2 separate regions of the Mus musculus genome follow, and region 1 is linked to region 2. A link is a contact called in public HiChIP or PLAC-seq data. All regions are on one chromosome and are shown on one strand. Each heading gives the region's core, a stretch centred on a gene start, on an enhancer-like site or on the middle of the called end of the contact. The rest is flanking DNA. Distances are from core to core; before and after follow the strand shown. Region 1 overlaps Myo1f (myosin IF). Region 2 holds the start of Adamts10 (a disintegrin-like and metallopeptidase (reprolysin type) with thrombospondin type 1 motif, 10).

Region 1 (2,700 bases), core at 76-2,575, 76 kb before region 2:
TAATCAAATAGTTTGTTGAAGATCATGAAAGTAGAGGCAAGTGAATGTGGCAGGTAGCAGCAAGACAGCTATAGGTATAATAGCACCTAAAGTTACCATGGTAACAAGCAAGGAGGCAGCCCAGGAACACCTGACAGGTGGGTTACCACAGGACAGGTGGCTACTTGGCCTTACCTGAGAGACACCCCTCGGAGGGCCTGGATATCCAGTTTCTTCTTCAGGACTTCACGCACTAGACCCTTCTCTGGTCCCCTTTTCACCTTCTCTCTCCCAATCACATACACACACTTTGGGGTCAGGATCAAGTCCCGTTTGATAGGCTGCAGGAAGACAAAGCCAGAAGCTGATGGGTGGTCCCCAGGGGATGGGCAGCCTGGCCAGAGGATCAACCCTAGACAAGGGTGGAGCTTTCAGGGCAAGTGACTGGGAAATCTCTTTGTGTGTGAGTTGCTAAATCATGTAAGAAATAGAGTAAAGGTGAGGTTATATTGTTTAGAAAATGTATGTCAGGGCTAGTTGACAGGTAGAAGATAAAAGAAATACCTGATAGCTGTGTGTGTGTGTGTGTGTGTGTGTGTGTGTGTGTGTGTGTGTGTGTGTGTGTTGTGGAATGCTGTCTTCTGGGTATGACATGGCTGTTGCCCTCTGCAGCCAAATTTACCCTCAAGAGACTTGCACAAGATTGGGCCTACTAACTTTTGATTTCGGGCGAGGGACTCATGTGGCCCTGTCTTTCCTTGAAGATCTCTAGGCAGTTAATGGTTTGTGTGGGAGAATGGGAGGTATTTTTCTCCAGCTTATTTTAAGTTGCCAGTGCTTCTGTAAGTAACTAATCTCTGATCCACGTCTCTGGAAATAACCCAGAATAAACTTGTCCTGTCTCTGAGCTACACTTTGACGGAATCATTTCTTCGCTCTATCGTTAGTGTCCTATTTGGAGTAAAGAGACATTTTGTTAGTCTCTCTAGGAAAAGTTCACAAAACTGTATGCATGTGTATACATCTGTGCTGGGGATGGAAGCCTTGCATGCTAAGCATAAGAGGCCAAATCTACTCCATCTTGGTATCAGCCTCCATCTTAAAGAAAAAAAAAAAAAAAGCCTGAGAACTTGAACTGCAGCTGAACCCGAGCCGCACCCAACTACCAGAAAGGACTCCTTGGCTTCTCCTTAGCCCATACCGCAGATTTACTCCCTAGATACTTCCTAGCAACAGTTAATCAAAGATTAGTCTGATTGTTTCAGATGGACTTGCAGACTGGTTGTGACTAGATGTGGTCTTGCTTTAGATTGCCCACCTGTCAGCTTATTGTCATTCTATTAGATGCTTGCCAGGCTGGGTACCCCTCACTTGTTCCCATTTCCTAAAATAGATTGTCCTGCTGAGGGTTCAGGCTGCTCCGCCTTCCTGTTCTGATGTGTCAGGATTGGGCTGGAGGAGAGCCCAAGCCTGAGCTTGTAATAAAGAGACCCTGATTCGATTGCATTGGAAACAGCTCCCTGGTGGTTTTTTGGGATTCACAATGCTTCCTAGCAGACCCAAGCACACACTGAGCCACACGCCCTCAGCTCAGCTTTTGTAAAGGTATGGATTGAGGTCAGGTACTGGTGGCATACACTTTACATCTCAGTACTTTAGAGGAACCCTATCTTGGGGGAAGTGTGTGTGTGTGGGGGGGGAGAATATTGATGGCTTGAGTGATTGAATGCACATCACAGAGGCAGGTAAGAGCATATTGCCCAGTCTTTTGTGGTGGCACACACTTGTAATCTCAGGCCTTGGGAGGTTAGGGGTGGCACACACTTGTAATCTCAGGCCTTGGGAGGTTAGGGGTGGCACACACTTGTAATCTCAGGCCTTGGGAGGTTAGGGGTGGCACACACTTGTAATCTCGGGTGGGGCTTGGGAGGTTAGGGGAGGAGGATTGTTCATTTTAGGCCAGCCTTGGCTCAAAGGAATGAATAAAAGAAAAGACATGGTCACAAGTAAGGGGCATATGTGTATATGAACCACATGAATCTATGAGTTGTATAGGAAGGTGGGGTATGACGGTTAGTTATATTTTATTTTTACAGTTATTTATTTTGTGTGTATCTGTAGACATGGCATGGAGGTCAGAGAACAGCCTGTGGAAGTTGGTTCTTTCCCTCTACCAACTGGGTTCTAGGGATTGAACTCAGGTCTTCAGGGTTGTGAGCAAGCACCTTGACCTGCTGTGCCTGCCATCTTCCCATCTCATCTCATATATACATCCATACAACTGCATGTCTATAAGGGATTTTCTAGATTATGTTAATTGGTCATGACTATTAATGATTTCTGGAACAGTCAGGCGTGCACTTGTGAACAAGGCTTCCTTGACCTGGTTAGAGTGTTTATATAGACAGGGGCTTCAGAGTCAAGTTAAGGTACAATGGACATGTGTGTCTAAGCCAGGTGAGGGAAGTGGTCCTGGGGAATAGGGCTTCTGGATCAGGTGACTATGTCATAGTAGAGACATCTGGTAAAATGAGGGTGCATCTGATGTAGGTCTGTCTGGGTTACACAAGGACAGGCCTGAATGACAGCTCTATTACCGGCTGTGGGTGTGGGGCTGGGTGTGACAGTGCAGCGTGAGATGTTTCCTTTTCCTCCACCCAGGGTTGCATATAGCTCAGGCTGACCCAGAGCTCACTCTATAGTAGAGGATGGCCATGAAAT
Region 2 (2,700 bases), core at 125-2,624:
GCTGCAGGGAGGCCACTAGCCTGGGGGAAGGGCACAAGTGCTGGAAGAGGGAAAAGCCTCCCGGGAATGTGTGTGGCTCCATCACATCCTGGGGATCCTATAGGGACCAGCACTCCACACCTAGACTTTTGTAGGCTGTGCGGGAAACCCAGCTAAAGAGGTGGAGGCTTCTCAGTGGAGGACAGAGCTTCTTTGGCCAGGCATAGGCAGCCATCAGCCTGAGGCAGCAGGCTTCCTCCAGGCGCTGCACATCTGGCCTGGCTGCTGTGAGCACACAGACAAAAGGACCAGCCAGAGGGGAGGCCTAAGGGGAGGGGCTGCACAGGTCACCACTCCCATTACCACCAACCAGCTGTTAATTAAAGTGTGTCTCCCCCTGGTAGGGAGGCTCCTTGCTTCAGAGTTCTGTGGCATAGATGACCATCTGAGGGGAAGTAGCAGCCCCAGCTCCACTCTCACAGGCAGACACACAAACAAACACAATCACACTCTATAGGGCAACCCACACTTGAATAGCAGGAAGGCCTGGTTCACTAAACCCAAACACACACAACTACATACCTCCACACCTATGTATACAGAAACACATATTTCCACATGGACACCCAGACAGCCCATAAACCCAGACAAACAGGCCTATGTGCACAGTTACACAGTCCAAGACAAGCCACAAGCCTAGCAGCCTATACACGCTCATTTAACACAGAAAGTTAACACACACACATGCACAAGTTTACACATTCATAGCAGGGGGAACTAAGAAATTCTACAAACTCAGACACATATGCATGCAGGCATTTCCACTAATAACACTCCTGAGAAACGCAAATATTCAGAGACAGACACACTTGGCATTTACATGCACGAGAGGCATTTTTCTTACCCTCACTTAGGCAAACACTCAACACACCTCAACAGTCTGCCCACACAGTCGCTCCCAGATGCTGAAAGCCATAAGGTCATACAATCCGCAGAAGCACAACCATTTGGATACGTGGCTGACCTCGACCCCCGCCCCAAACCTGAGCCAACCCAAACAGGCAGTCTGTATCTGCAACACTTAGGGACATTCGGCACCAACACAGCACTCGCACAACGGGATCCGTCCAGCACATCTTGTCCCCGAGACACACAAAGTCACTTATAATCACTGCATTCCGGTGACTGCGCCGCCCAACTGGGTCCCCAGATCGCCAGTACCTGCGTGCCTGGAGCCTTCGGTCCGCTGTAGACGCACAGACTCACCGCCCGGCGCACAGGAAGGGAGGGAGCAAGCGCCCGGTGGCGTGGCCGGGGGAGGGGGCGCGGGAAGGCACTCACTTCCTGAGCAGCCTGCCAGGGTTATTAAAAAAAAAGAAAAACCAAAAAAAAAAACCCAAACCCCGCCCGCCGCTGCTGCTGCTTCCGCCGCCGCCGCCGCCCAGGGCCTCAGGCTGGACCCAAGCCAAGGACCCCGGAGCCCGGATTACCCCGCCTCGCGAAGGGCGCCCGTGTGGGTGGAGATGCTGAGGAGGAATTTGGGATGGGAGTTGGAGAAGGTTGGGGGGGGGGGTACGGGAGAGGGGAGGCTGGGGGCGGAGATAGAAGAAGGCAGGGGGTGTGAAGGGACAGAGGTGGAGAGTGGGGGAGGAGTGGACGCACACAGTAGGGGGATGGGGGGGAGGACGGAAAGGAGGGGTTAGGCGGGAAATTGTGAGGGAGGAAAGTTTGAATAGAAAGAGGTGGAGGAGATGGGGGTCCTGGAGAAAGGGGCAAAATTGAGTTGGGGGCTAGCGAGGGGGTTGAGACAAGGGGAGAGCCCAGTGCCTTGCCTCCGTTAGCCGAGTCAACAACAGCTGTTATTTATTGAGGGCTGGTCCTTGCTCAAGCAAACATTTATTGGGCGCCTCTCCGTGTGCCAGGCATGGTGCCCGAGGCTGAGTGAATAAATCTGAGTTGGGTCCCAGCCTTCACAAAGCTCCGGTCCGGGGGCTTTGATCTGCTTTGGCTCTGCTTTTGAGTTCACTTGCTTTAACTCTCTAGCAGTGAAGAGGACCTAGTCAGTTCCATTTTACAGATGTGAAAACTAAGTCCAGCCAGGGGGGCGTCATGATCATCTTTGGGACACAGTGTTTAAATCTACGAGGAGTTTGTACATGCAGGAGATGACCAGTGCAGTGGAGCAAAGCTGGGATTCCAACCAGCTTCAATCCAGGCCTGATTGTGGGAGTGTTCTACACCATTACCCCTGGTCTCAGAATTCCAAGATTGGCCCCCACAGTGGGCTTTGGCCTTGGCCTTGACCGACTCTGATTCTAGGTTTTCTTATCCTTAGAAATGGGGTAATGACAGCCTTTGTAGGGAGCAGGGGAGGAAGAGGGGTGGTTGTGGGAGGGAGCAGGAGAGTTTCAACCACAAACATTCCCTCTGTTCTGAGTTCAGCTAGGGATACAGGTAGTTCTCTGTCTCTACGTTGAACTTAGTCTTGAACTTGGAAATGGCATGTTAAGGGCTCATGCACTGTACGAAAAATTCCTATGGTGCCCGAACCCTCCTGCCCGGACCCAACTTCTCTGGACACCCTGCCAGACCAGAGGGGCTGTTAACTTTTACATACTGCAATCCCTAGAACCCATACCCACCCCTGGCCTCCACTAACCGAACTGCCCCTTGGGCCCCTTGGCCTGAGGCACCTGCCTTTGCTTTCTCAGGTTGTACTTC

The links. HiChIP or PLAC-seq counts read pairs in DNA pulled down with a chosen protein or histone mark.
Region 1: a contact with region 2 is called in an H3K27ac HiChIP or PLAC-seq map of embryonic stem cells, with 8 read pairs. The contact joins the enhancer-like site here to the promoter of Adamts10 in region 2. A contact is called at or near these places in 1 of 15 datasets of contacts at CTCF or cohesin (large pre-B cells), 1 of 484 Hi-C or Micro-C datasets (female germline stem cells), 2 of 115 datasets of contacts at active chromatin or transcription factors (embryonic stem cells and forebrain) and 3 of 9 other capture datasets (adipose tissue, liver and pancreatic islet).

The regions. Positions count from the first base shown.
Region 1 is chr17:33,598,671-33,601,370 of GRCm38.p6, reverse strand. It overlaps Myo1f (myosin IF), which reads right to left. Exons shown (of 28, transcript NM_053214.2): 22 at 175-320. Among named protein-coding and RNA genes, the nearest start is that of Zfp414, 29 kb to the left of the region's middle. Within about 2 kb of position 1,325, at least 4 of the 459 cell types and tissues checked have an H3K27ac peak or open chromatin away from gene starts, as enhancers often do. A contact at or near this core is called in embryonic stem cells, where this site is marked.
Region 2 is chr17:33,522,759-33,525,458 of GRCm38.p6, reverse strand. Adamts10 (a disintegrin-like and metallopeptidase (reprolysin type) with thrombospondin type 1 motif, 10) reads right to left here and starts at 1,374. Exons shown (of 25, transcript NM_172619.4): 1 at 1,201-1,374.